Regions from separate parts of the Mus musculus genome. Here all the other regions are linked to region 1. A link is a contact called in public ChIA-PET and HiChIP or PLAC-seq data. All regions are on one chromosome and are shown on one strand. The core of a region is the stretch at or near the end of the contact, and the rest is flanking DNA. Distances in the headings are between cores, read along the strand shown. Region 1 holds the start of Calm1 (calmodulin 1). Region 2 overlaps Ttc7b (tetratricopeptide repeat domain 7B). Region 3 overlaps Rps6ka5 (ribosomal protein S6 kinase, polypeptide 5).

The links. ChIA-PET counts read pairs in DNA pulled down with a chosen protein or histone mark. HiChIP or PLAC-seq counts read pairs in DNA pulled down with a chosen protein or histone mark.
Region 2: a contact with region 1 is called in an H3K4me3 HiChIP or PLAC-seq map of bone marrow-derived macrophages, with 3 times the contacts expected there. The contact joins the enhancer-like site here to the promoter of Calm1 in region 1. A contact is called at or near these places in 15 of 39 promoter capture datasets (the 3T3-L1 cell line, 3T3-L1-derived adipocytes, the HPC-7 cell line and 9 more), 1 of 15 datasets of contacts at CTCF or cohesin (the NIH/3T3 cell line), 16 of 484 Hi-C or Micro-C datasets (the AtT-20 cell line, B cells, the C2C12 cell line and 12 more), 35 of 115 datasets of contacts at active chromatin or transcription factors (the HPC-7 cell line, the SCID.adh cell line, T-cell acute lymphoblastic leukemia and 26 more) and 3 of 9 other capture datasets (adipose tissue, liver and macrophages).
Region 3: an RNA polymerase II ChIA-PET map of memory CD8 T cells shows a contact between it and region 1, with 69 read pairs. The contact joins the enhancer-like site here to the promoter of Calm1 in region 1. A contact is called at or near these places in 1 of 39 promoter capture datasets (second pharyngeal arch cranial neural crest) and 5 of 115 datasets of contacts at active chromatin or transcription factors (bone marrow-derived macrophages, effector CD8 T cells, embryonic stem cells and 2 more).

Annotation. Positions count from the first base shown.
Region 1 is chr12:100,196,570-100,201,089 of GRCm38.p6, forward strand. It overlaps Calm1 (calmodulin 1), which reads left to right and starts at 2,866. Exons shown (of 6, transcript NM_009790.5): 1 at 2,866-3,147. The coding sequence starts at 3,145.
Region 2 is chr12:100,504,177-100,508,397 of GRCm38.p6, forward strand. The region is part of intron 1 of Ttc7b (tetratricopeptide repeat domain 7B); the gene reads right to left. Among named protein-coding and RNA genes, the nearest start is that of Gm36375, 11 kb to the left of the region's middle. Within about 2 kb of position 1,480, at least 57 of the 459 cell types and tissues checked have an H3K27ac peak or open chromatin away from gene starts, as enhancers often do. A contact at or near this core is called in B cells, ECoMG-derived neutrophils, the G1E-ER4 cell line and 6 more, where this site is marked.
Region 3 is chr12:100,634,974-100,639,021 of GRCm38.p6, forward strand. The region is part of intron 3 of Rps6ka5 (ribosomal protein S6 kinase, polypeptide 5); the gene reads right to left. Among named protein-coding and RNA genes, the nearest start is that of Rps6ka5, 88 kb to the right of the region's middle. Within about 2 kb of position 1,963, at least 35 of the 459 cell types and tissues checked have an H3K27ac peak or open chromatin away from gene starts, as enhancers often do. A contact at or near this core is called in effector CD8 T cells, embryonic stem cells and memory CD8 T cells, where this site is marked.

The DNA of each region.
Region 1 (4,520 bases), core at 1,616-4,115:
ATATTTGAATTAAGACCCTTTGGAAGGGCTAGAGAGATGGCTCAGCAGTACTTGCTCTCGTAGAGGAACCTGGGTTCGATTCTGGGAACCCGCATGGTGGCTCACACCCATCTATAACCTCAATTACAGGGAATCCAACAGACCTGGGACACACATATGCATATAAAGTACAATAAATAAATCTAAAACTTTAAAAAAGGGTCTGTGGAAGTGAAGTCTTTGCTTCACTTGGACAATGAGTACTGCTCATGTAGGACAGAAAAATCAGCTGTGATTATAGAAGACACCCGGCTTGCTGAGGTAAAAGCCTTCTGGAAGTAATTCCTTCGTGTCAGCACACAGAAGCTGTGGTCCAGAGGGGCCAAGGCTGCGCCACAAGCTGGCAGCTGAGCTTGGCAATGCTTACGAGCCTCCCACGTGGTACTGGTTTGAGCAGCGTGAAAGCTGGATTGTTACTGAGAGGACCTGAGGCTTGGCACAGGGTGGTCGAGATTCCTGGCCCAGGGCTGCATTCTTCTTCCTTCTCTTCTATCTAGCATGATTTAATTTAAATAATTTCACATAGAACTACTTTCTTTAAATATCACAGAATGTTCCATAGGCTTTTGGGTTCTTAGTATATTATGGCATTTTTATGTGGCTTTTAAAAATCGCTGACCTCTTCATAAATTAAGACATTAATTCACTGGGACACGAACATTCAGTGGACCTATGTTGTCAGACAGAAAACCTGACGTATGAAGTAGTCAAGTCTCTAACATTGTATCTTTAAATTTTCAGATACTGATTTCACTAATATACAATCTAATATTAGAGCCCTGAGCAAAGGCTCACGCTCTAGTTTATGCCCAATCACCGCCTCACAGGAAGATCCTGGGCAAGTCACTTGACCTTCTTATATTTCAGTGTGTGAAACTAGCCATAAAACTGTGCAAAGCATGACCTCATTACAAACCCACTACACTTGAAAGCTAAGACGCGCTTTGATATGTTAAAGAATTCCAAAAGAGCACTCATTTGTAAAATATAAACAAACAGAAAATTGTTCTATGATGATTAAGATAATCCTAAGGTGAATAGCACTTAGCAAGTAAAGTCATGAAAAGGTTTCAGAGCACTTTATTCAGTGAATTTGTTAAATGACACAGGAAAGTATTGGACAGGTTTTGCAAAACCATAGATTGTAGCTATGTAACCAAAATAACTATAAGGGATGGAAGACTACCAGAAACAAAAGGACCCCAGTAATTAAACATATTTTCATTTTTAGGACATCATTTCTCCCTTGTCACTGCATACCAAATGTTAAAATGCACTTAGCTAACTTCCTTAGGAAGTCTGACAAAAAAAAAAAATCCAAATTCCTTTAGTAATCATTAGTTATAATAATGAGCTTGGCTATGTAGACCTGTAATTCATTGGATTATTGACTATGCTTTAAACTGAATTTTTATTAGTCTCTTTTCTGTGAACATAGGGATATTATGTGTCTGACTGTGAATGGTTTTTAAACCATTTGCAAGAGGGCCAGCAGTACCCTTGGGGGGGGGGGGCTGCCTGCTACAGCTTCTCCTTAAACAGCAGGTTAACCCTTTCTGTAGCATTCTAGGAAGAACAAATTGAAGCGCAGTCCCACAGCTGCTGACATACTGTCTGAGGTGATCCTAAGAAGTCCTCTGGCGTTTGCAATGTTCAGGGACATTTTTGAATCTTTTAAAACACCTATCTGCAAACTTTGACAAAGCCAGAAAAGAAAGGTAACTAGTCTTTCCAGAGAGGAGCATGCTAATCACACATTTTGCCACAATTTCTGAAAGAAGAAACAACCTGCAGCTTGTCCTGGCCTTGCAAACAAAAGATCAAATTCTGCGCTTTGTCTTGGCAAGAAACGAAACTGCAGCATTTTGTTAAGATTTTCTTCTTCTTCTTTTAAGTTCCAGGCTCCAAACTAAGACCTGAAACAGTTTTTGGTCGTCCCTGTCCCCACCCCCACCCTAGTTTACAGAAGAACAAAGAATAGTAAATTTAAAGGTTAAAACATTATTTAAGGACTATAATTAAGATTGTAATTAAGATAGTGGAGCACCCTACTAGAATCAATTGGCTGCACAAGTTCCAGCTGTAATCAGAGTGATCCTGTGTATCTTTCCCCTTCTTTGTATATATCAATTTATGAATTTCCAGGACCAGGACAATTAGGAAAAACTCAAAAGCGTGGGCTCTGAGGGCGACATAAGCCGCTCACTACGTTAATTTTGGAAGCAGGCCTAATAGAATTTGCCACAGGAAATAAGGAACAAACCTAGCAAGGGACAACTCTTCAAGCATCTTTAAAATTTTAGTAGGTATGTAAAAACACGAAAACTAGACTGGTTGAGCGTGTCAACACCACACAGACCTAGCAACTGAGCTTCTAACTGTGCCTCGGACAGTTCTCCAAAATGAGAAAAGTAACATTATCTGACCAATTTCTTCCCCAAGGCCAACCACCGTGTCCTCAACACAGTCCTCTCGCCTCTACAGCTAAGGTTGGATTCCGCCTCCCCGCGGCTGTCCTCAGCCCCTAGATCTCCTCCAGGTCCTCCCCTGTGGGGGACCCAGGATTGGTGGCTCTGCAACCTCGAAGCCACCAGGAGTGGTGGGAGGGGGGACACACAGGTGAAGTGGGGCTGAGTGACGGACACGCGCCTGGAAGCCCGGGACGGCCCCCCAGATTTCGCTACGCAGGCATTCCAGCTCTAGAGGACTCTTGCAGCAACAGACCAGCACCCTCGCTCAGGTCTCCGACTCCCCAGTGACCCCTGCCCGCGTAATGGGCCCGCCGCGCCGGGCGCGCCTGGGGGGCGGAGCCTTGCGGTGAGGTCCGGCTGCCGCAGCGCCGCCCTGCGCGAGGCGGTACTGCCGCGGCGGAGGGATACCGCGCACCGTATATATATCGCGGCACACAGGCTCGCGCTACGGCAGTGGTGCTGGGAGTCTCGTGTCCGTGGTGCCGTTACTCGAAGTCGGGCGGCGGCTGAGGCTCAGCGCACAACGCAGGTAGCGCGTTAGCAGCAGCAGAAGCGGAGGCACCTCGGCGGTCACAGCCCCTGCGCTGGTGCAGCCACCCTCGCCTGCTCCGTTCTTCCTTCCTTCGCTCGCACCATGGTAGGTTGGGATCGGCAGTGGCAGACGTAGCAGCTGCCCGAGCTTTCTGAACAGATTTGTAGTTGAGTCTTGGGGTCTCCCCCTTTTCCTGGTTGAGGTTACCCCCTACCCCATTTTGCCAGGTGTTACGCAGCAGCTGCAGTGAAAGGGGATGTATTTTCGGGTTTGCATCTCCGCTCTGGCTGCCAGAGAACCTCCTCTGAGTTTTGGGCGCCTCTGGGGCTGGACTCTACAGTGGGCTGTGCGCGGGCTGGAGCCGCTGCCACAGCTGCACCGGGGCCTTCCGCATCCACCCCCTCCGCCAGCCCCGCACCCACTGCATCCAACGCGCCGCACCCGGGCTGCCTGCAGCGCAGCGCCTCGGCCGGGGCCAGCGGGGCGGGGGAGCCGGGCGGGGCAGGCCGCGACGTCCCGGTAGTCAGTCCCCGACCGCGGAGAATGAATGGGTCGCGGCGAGCCGGGAGACGTACAGGGCTTGGACCGCGGCCTCGGGGTGTCCTCAGCCACCTTCAGACCCCCTGACCAGCCCAGTCGGGAGTCCCCCCTCGCTTGCGGTCCCCTCCTTCCTCCCGGGGGGCGCGGCGCGGGCGTGAGCTGGGAAGGAAGGAGCCGGGGAAGGGTGGGGTTGGGGGCAGGAAGGCGAAGGCTGGGGGGCGGAGAGGGCGGAAGCGGCCGCCCTGCGCCCGGGCGGGGCCCCGCAGGGTGGCCGCGCGCGTGGCTGGGCCGTGCGACCTCGGTCCCCCTCCCGGTGCCGCGCGAGACGGGCGCGATCGCTCGTGTCCGCGGGGAGGCCCCTTCCCGCGGGAGGTGCTCGGCTCGCGCTAATTGGGGCGGCAGGGCGGGGGAGGAGAGAGTTGGCGCGCTCCTCGGTTTCCATTAGAGACGCAAAGTTTCTGCTGGGGAGGAGGCGGCGGCAGGCTCAGTGCCTGGGGGAGCAGGAGCGGTGGGAGGTGCTGGAGATAGGCAGCACCACGGTCCTGGGGCCCCTTTGGGTCTTCACCCTAGTGCGGCCCCTCGCCCGGCATGCCCCTTGTCTCTCGCTGCTCCCTGGGCGGCAGGGAGATGCCCATCTGTACGTTTCCGCTTTCTCTGCCGCCTCTGGATTGCCAGATGCGAATATGTGGTTGGCCGTGTGCGTGTGCCGTAGCCCCCTTCTCCCTCGCCAGGCAGAGCTGACATCACCAGCAGCACCTTCAGCCCTGGCAAGGTGGCTAGGTCGTTCTCGGCAGGTTCTGGAACGCCTTTGACCCAAAGCCAGAATGACTTGGGGTTGAGGTGGGGGAGTCGTTGTCCCGAAGGTAGATGCACTTGACAGGCCTCTAGTCAGAGAATTTTCCCGAGGAGGTGGAACTCCTCTCCTTGGTGAGCTGGTT
Region 2 (4,221 bases), core at 230-2,729, 310 kb after region 1:
CCGCTGACTATCAGCCCAGCCATACCAGGCTCTTACTAAGCACGAGGCCATGTACCAAGCAATTCCTGAAAGCAACATTAAGCTGTTGAGACTATCACCATTGCCATCTCACACAGAGAACAGGCAGCAGAGAGAAAGTACATCCTGGAGCTGGGCTCTGAACCCAGACAGTTCCTGACACCCTCTCTCCCACATGCCAGGCACAAACCATCCAGGCTTTGGCATCTAGACATGGTCAGCCTTCACTCCAGCCCCTCAGGCTCTAGGCTGCAGATTCCACCTGGACAGGTGGTTTTGGAATCCTCTTCCTGCCCCATCGGCTTGGACTCTGGGAAAATCCGAGTGAGTAGGGGGTGTGAGGGGCCTGAGTCAGACTGGTTTGAAAGTGTATTCCAGTAACTGAAACAGAGCTAAAGCCGGAGGTGAACCATCAGCCAAACGCTGCCAGAAAAGAGGGCAGATGTTAGCCTCAGTGGATGGACCCAGGGCCCTGGTTCAGCTCTAAACAGAAAATCTACAAGTCCTATGGCCACCACAGTTCAGTGCCTGGAGCACTTGGCTCTTTGGTACCCCAAGGAAGAGAGGGAGGGCTGTAGCCTTTGTCTGCCTCAGAGCAGCTCCCTGGTAGGCTAAGCAGCTGGTATGCAGAGATCTGATACTGAAAAAAAAGTCAGGTTTCTTCTCTGTTTTGTGGAGTTCTTGACACCAACACAGAAATCTCAACCACCCAGTTCATATGTCACTTAGCTCTATTCAAACCATTCCTGGTGTGGCTGTGACCCAAGAGGGGAAAGACAAGCCTCTATTCAAGAAGAGCTGGTTCTGCAGCATCATCCCCTTTGTCACACAGCTGAGACAGCTGGGTTCTCTGCTTCTCCTGTGTCATGTTGGTGACACCCCCCCCCCATCTGGCCTTTTGTGACAGGTAATGGTATTTTCAGCACCTGTGATTCCCCCAACTCCTAAGTGTTCTGATAAGACACAAACAAGTAGTATTGACAGGAATATAAATCGGCAGGAGTGCCTCCAGGGGCAATTTAGCAATTTCTATATAGTAGTTTATAGACCTGTATCATCTGACTCAGGAATTCCAGGTCTAGGAACTTTTCCCATGGATCTTTGCATCTTTGAGTACAAATGCATAGTAGAGACAGTTTCCTATACACAGCTCTGCCTGAAATGGTAAAGAACAGAAAACAATACATATAGGGACTTGTTTGATGAATGTTGATGTGTCCAATGAAACATAACGCATCCATTAGACAAATTAAACAGCCAGAATTATTTAAGCACATCTGTGTCACCTAAATATATGAATGCGCCCTGTCTTCAACAAACTCTCCAAGCTGAGCAACAGGATAATGTAAGCTATGATAGACACAGAAGCTTAGAAAGGGGAGGACTCACTTCCTCTTCCATCTGACTAGCTGTGGTTATCAGTGGACTTCCTCTTCCATCTGACTATCTGTGGGTATCAGTGGACTTGCTCAGGCCTAAGTTGATCATTCAAGAGCAGCAGGCACCAGGCCCAGCCCTGTGGTCACAGTCTGCTGTAAGGCATTGCATTTTGAGCCAGTTTGTTACATAGTAACAGCCAATAATCTCAAAGACAGAGGGTTAAAAAAAAAAAAAGCAAGAGAGAAAAGAGGGTGTATAGAATGGTATTATTGTGTGGAAACAGCAAGAGGCAGAGAGGGAGGCAGTGAAGGGAGGAAGAGGAAGATGAGGAGGAAGAAGAAGGAGGAAGGAAGAAGAGGAAGAGAAGGGAGAAGGAGAAGGAAGAAGAGGAAGAGGAGAAGAAGGAGAAGGAAGAGGAAGAAAAAAGGAGGAGGAGGAATGGGGCCTGAGAGACAAGTCTACCATCTTGAGTTCAATTCCAGGGATCCATGGAAAGGTGGAAGAAGAAAGCCAGCCCCACAGAGTTGTCCCTTACCTCACATGGATACTATGGCTCATGCATGCCCCTCCTCCCAATAAATAACATTGAAATTATACATATGGACAGGCTACTTTAGACTCCCCATATAATGTCCCAAGAGTGGCTGTACTGGTAAAGGGCTGCGAGAAGGCAGACAGTATGGGGTGAGCATTCATTCATCTTGTACTCTACAGAAGATCCCTCATTTACAATGAACTTAATAAGTTTCCAACTTTATTTTTAAAGATTTATTTATTTATTATATGTAAGTACACTGTAGCTGTCTTCAGACACTCCAGAAGAGGGTATCAGATTTCGTTACGGATGGTTGTGAGCCACCGTGTGGTTGCTGGGATTTGAACTCGGGACCTTCGGAAGAGCAGTCGGCGCTCTTAACCACTGAGCCATCTCGCCAGCCCAGTTTCCAACTTTATAATGGTGTAAAATAAAAACCAATACTCTAGATTGTGAATATCTTTTCCAAGTTTACTACTAATGTAGAAAGGACTCCCTCAAAATGTTTGGGTGGCTTTCCATCATCCTTGCAAGCACATCACCCATGTGTGCACCCAGGTATTTGTGTTGGGTGATTTTTCTCTAACTGTGAGGTAATCTAAGTGCTATCAGGCTAAGAAAGCTATGACTCTTGGCCCACTGAGTCTACTAAATGCATTTTCAACTAACACTACTTTCAACTTATGCAGGGTGTGATGGCTAAATTTACTGTCAATTTCACTAGATTTAAAACCACCTAGGAGACACACCTCTGGAGATATGTATGAGGACATTTAACAGAGGTGTGAGACTACTCTACCAAATTTACCAGAGGAAGAAAGGCCTTCCCTGAACATGGGCAGCACTACCTTATAGTCTGTATCCTAAACCAAATACTACAAAAGGCAAGAGGAAACGGTCTGCAGAAAACCAGCATTTGCTTCTCTCTCTCCAACCTGATTCTCTGAGACATGAACAAGTGTCCACAGCCAGGCAGAGACTCTCCAAGGAAAGGGTTCTTGAGATAGTGACAACAGAGTCAGGAAGTCAAAGATCTGTGAGAAGGGCATTCCAGAGAGGGGAGGTGTCAGGTGGCATGGTCTAGGACCCGAGAGAAAGCTGTGCCCTTGGACAAGCTCAGTGCAAAAGTCTTGGAGGTGTGTGAGCAGTGGATGACATGCCCTGACTTGAGTTTCTGAGAGCTCCTCCGTCTGCTGTGTGGCAAGTGGACTCAGTGAGAGGACCGAACAGGACTAGATTTTCCCAGTGAGGAGACAGCAACTCAGACAAGAGTGAGGGAAGAAAGTGGGAATATAACCCAGAGGCAAAACAAACCAGGCCTGCTCCTGGACTGTGCTGGGAATATGGCCCCAGCAGTTCCACACCATGATCTCGGGAAGGTGTGAATGCATTTTATGGGACAGTGTGAAGGGCCTGGAGATGGAAGGATTATCCTGAATTGTGTGAGCACAGGTCTGCATTCAGGAGATGTGGCTACAGAGCAGAGATGGGAGGCTACACTGTTCACTCTAAAGTCGGAGAAGAGGGTGTTAGCCTTTTGTCTACATTCCCAGTCGTCCCTTCACCTGCCTGCCGCCTTACCTGTGCACAGTAGGGCATGTGATTACGTCATGGCCCAAATTAAAGGCAGAGACCCCTGACCCTCTCTTCTTCATCGTTGCCCCTTCTTCCCCTTCTACCCCCCAATAAACCCTCTTCTCGTGGAGCTGTACTGGCCTGGTGTGATCTGTCCTGATACGAGCTGCCTTCTAACACAACAGAGGGTAGGAGCCACACAACACACAGAAGCTACACAACCCAGGCAGAGGAGAGACACGCCACCTGTGGAGCGCCACTTGATTGACCCTGGAATTAACACCTGAGTGACCCCTGATTAACCACTTTCTGACTCTTCACCTCCACAATGCCAAGAGGATACAACTGTCCAACTGAGGATAATTTGTTACAGCAGCCACTAGAAGCTCTGACACAGGGCCTGTGAAAAGGGAGAGGGATTAAAGACACATCTACTGCAGACCTCATGGTGGGCAGGGGCACCAGAGCACCATTTACAGAAGTAGAAGCATGAGGCCAAGTTCAACCTGCAGTGACATTCAGTTTTCAAGTCAAGTCCAGATCAAACCTAAAAGAAACTGAGGGGAAAGGTCTAGAAAAAAAAAAAAAAATCAGGGCATGTCTGCTACAGAAACCAAAATGAGACTTATGGGAAAAGCATTCTGGGGAGAAGTCTCAGCAGGAACCCAGCAGGTGTGGTCCACTGCTTCCGGGAAGTGGCCAAGTGAATGACA
Region 3 (4,048 bases), core at 713-3,212, 440 kb after region 1:
AGCTTCTCCTAGGATACAGGGTCTCAACTATGGCCTTATAAAAACAGAATGAAACAAGCAAACAAAACCAAAACAAAACAAGCTTAATGGTACAACATCAAACTGTAACAGTAAAAAGAACCCCCATAAAAATCCAACACTCCTCCATTTGCTCACTTGCTGTAGAATTCTCTGCTTTTAACATCATATCTCCCCTGAACCAGTTGAGAATACTGTTCTTTATTCCTAAAACTTTCCAGAGACATTCTCTCACATAACCACATCATAAAAATACCATTGCTTTATCTAGACTTCCTGCTCAAATTTTGTCATTTGCCCAGGATTCTTTGTAGTGACTTTATTCCACTCTAAAATCCAGCTCAAGATCACACAGCTCATTGGAAATTACATAAGACATGTGTGGATGCTTCCATCATTCTTTTCTTACTCCTGACATCTTTGAAGAGGATACATCCTGAGTGTACACAAATCTTCAATGTAGATTTTATATGATGTTGTCATGGTCATATGAAAGTAATAAACTCCTCAAACAAATGCCAATGGATGACGCCATCTTCTTAGGTCACATGGGAAATACAGATGAGTTTTCCTAACACTAGAGTTAATTTTGATCATGCCATTAATTTAGTCATTGAAGTGTTGATTGTCAGTTTTCTCCACTGTAAAGTTACTATGTTTTTCCTTGTACTCAACTGGCAAACCATGAAGAAATGAACTGAGATTATGCAAAACTATCCTGCTTCTCACTAAACTACCACCCACTCATTTTAGTGTGGAGTGATGATTTTATAACTCTCTTTCCCTCTCTATGTCAGTATTATTCCACAAGGGAAAGCTTTGCTTCTGCCCCCATTACACTTTCTTCTTTATACCACAACAAGATGTTCTAGTTCCATCTTGTACTTTTCTCAACTTTATTTTGATAGTTAATCTGATGGATCACTATCTGCCAGCGATGGCACTAAGCACTTTACAGACATCAAATCATTTAAGTCAAACAGCTCCAGAAAAAGTGGGCTAGCCGAGGGCTGGGGAGATCAAGAATTGCACCTGACACTTTCAGTTAGGAAATGCCGAAATTGTTTTCAAACAGAAAAAAATTTAAACAAAAAATGCATGTTTACAGAGGAGTGGGTAAATAATTTAGCTCGGTTACAGTGCGGGTAGGACAGCAGAATAACAGGAGATTGGTAGGAGAGGAGACAGGATGTCAGAGTAGTCTGAAAACCTGACTATAGAGTTAAGAGTATGTCATGGTTACTCCTGATTGGCAATAAGATTGAATTGAGATTGCACTAAAGCCCCCCCCCCAACCCCGTATGTCTATGCAGTCTAATTATTAACAGTTTAACAATCAATTGATAAACTCAAAAATCCAAATAAACTGTAGAAAGATGGTGCAGGGTGGGGCCTGATTAGAGGAAATGTGTTGCTGTGGTCAGGTCTTTGACAGGTATATCTTGGCTGTGGCCCCTTCCTGTTACTGTTATGTTTCCTGGATGGTGTAAGTGAAGAGTATTTTTCTAGCATGCCCTTCCACCATGGCGTTAAGCCTTGCTACAAGCCAAGACACAGCGGAGTTGGCAAACTATAGGGTAAAATTATGAGTCAAAAAAAAAAAAAACTTTCCCTTTTGAATTCAGTCATTTGTCACAGAGACAAAAAAAAAAAAAACCCACAATTCTATTTAACATGCATTGTTCTGTTTCAAGTATATGAAAGTGAGTGAGCTTCTTTAAGCAATGGAGTGGCCTAAGTGTGATGACAGGGTAAGAAGGCTGGTAAACTGGGAAAGATAAAGAAAAGTAACAAAAATAGACATTGCAGTTGTTTTCCACAATCTGTTACTAAAATAAATGTGCTTGTCCTGATGCACCAAAATAACCCAGGAGTTGGACACACAGATGCCACATTATCTCGTTAGAGGTCAGCCATCTCACTCAAGTCACTTCATCTGCATCACAAAGGCGATAAGAGGGGTCCTATTCAATCCTAATCCAATCCCTAAGGGCTGCCTGCAAAGGCCTATGAGTTGCTATACTGAAAAATACCCAAAGTGGTGCCTGGTGGCAAGTAAATACTAAAGCAATCAAAAAGCGACTGTAAAAACAGTTGCCACATTCCTATCACACCCCCACTCTTTTGTGATTCTGGAGGAAGAAATCTAAAATTCTCTGGCTTACAGACAACCTGCATTCCCATTCTTATAATATGTAGAGTAAGAAATGTTCTCAAAATATACTTTATTTATCTAGCTGGGCAGGTATTTGGTAGCTCAGATACCTAAAACTACATTGCTGAGTCACAAGATATTTGCATATTAATTTAGTAAATACTGCCCATTTTTATTAAGTTGCTGTGGTTGGTAAGATGGCCCAGTGGCTAAGAGTAGAGAGTGTCCTTTTTTTTTTTTTTCTTTTTTTCTTTTTTTCGAGACAGGGTTTCTCTATAGCCCTGGCTGTCCTGGAACTCACTTTATAGACCAGGCTGGCCTCGAACTCAGAAATCCGCCTGCCTCTGCCTCCTGAGTGCTAGGATTAAAGGCGTGCGCCACCACGCCCAGCTTAAAGATGTTATAGTTTTGTTTTGTTTCTTAAAGATATACAGACACACTGTAGCTATCTTCAGACACACCAGAAGAGGGCATCAGATCCCATTACAGATGGTTGTGAGCCACCGTCTGTTGCTGGGGAATCGAACTCAGGACCTCTGGAAGAGCAGTCAGTGCTCTTAACCCCTGAGCCATCTCTCTAGCCCCTGAGAGCATCCTTACAAAGGACCCAAGTTCAGTTTCCAGCTCCCACATCGGGCATCAGAGGTCCACTCCAGCTCCAGAGGTTGTCAATCCCTCTCTGAACATTTTGGACACTAAAAGTCATTTATATTCAACAGTGTGTCCAAAAAACAAAATAAAACAAACCGAAACCCCTATAACTCTTAGGTGTCTTAATTTCTTTTCCTATTGCTGTGATAAAATACTTTGATAAATGCGACCTTAAGGAGAAAGGGTTTATTCTGGTTCACAGTTCAAAAGTGCTCGCTACCGTCTGTAGTGGGGAAGTCAAGGTGACAGCGCCTGGTCACACCCCATCCAATCACGAAGCAGAGGACAAATGCACACGGCTGCTCAGCTCACTTTCTACGTTTATATAGCAGTCTAGGATCCCATGCATGGAATGGTGCCACCCACAGTGAGTGTGTGTGTCTTCACATATCAGCCTAAGCAATACAACTCCCCACAGGCATATCTGGAGGCTCATCTCTCAAGTAGATCCTGTTAAATAGGCAACTTGCACTAACCATCACAATCAACGTCCTTATTCACTGTCGATCTATGACGCAGTCCCAAGTTACAGGTAATTTTAAGTAAATCTGCGTTTGTAGGAATTGGATCTGATAAATTTTCAGTGAAGTCGGGTAAGCTGTTGCAAATGGACAGAAAGACAGCGATGGAGCTTTAGGTGTAAGAGATTCTATGAAGGCTCCTAGAAGGTAAGTCTTTAAGATTCTTACCCAAAGATAAACTCTGAGCTACAGTGCTAATCAACCTGGCTGTTGCAATACTGGCATAATGCCATGGGGGCAACATGCTACCTTCTGGTAGATGGAGAAGCCTACCCCACAGGACAGTACTCTCGTCTAGGACTGTAAGCCCAGCCGCAAAACCAATGTATGAATGCCATAGTCCAAAGGGGAGAACTTACTATTATTATTTTGCTAAACAAATATAGTAAGAACTGCCTTTTATAGACTTATCTTTGTACTCATAGATGAGTGCAGCCTTCAGCAGAGGCCCTTTTTGTGGTGGTTAAAATACTAGGATTCATAACTGGTTAAAAGTATGGAGAATAAGTGACTATGGAGTGCTCAGCTGTTAAAGGAAGTGCATATCACATATACACAAACCCTCAATATTAAACGAACACCATAGAAGGGGCAAAAAGAATTTAAGAGCCATATTGGGGAAAGCTGATGTAAAACATCTTCTGAACAGGACATGCCTTCTATATAAACTCACTGCAGCTGAGGTTCCCTGTACAAGATCAGA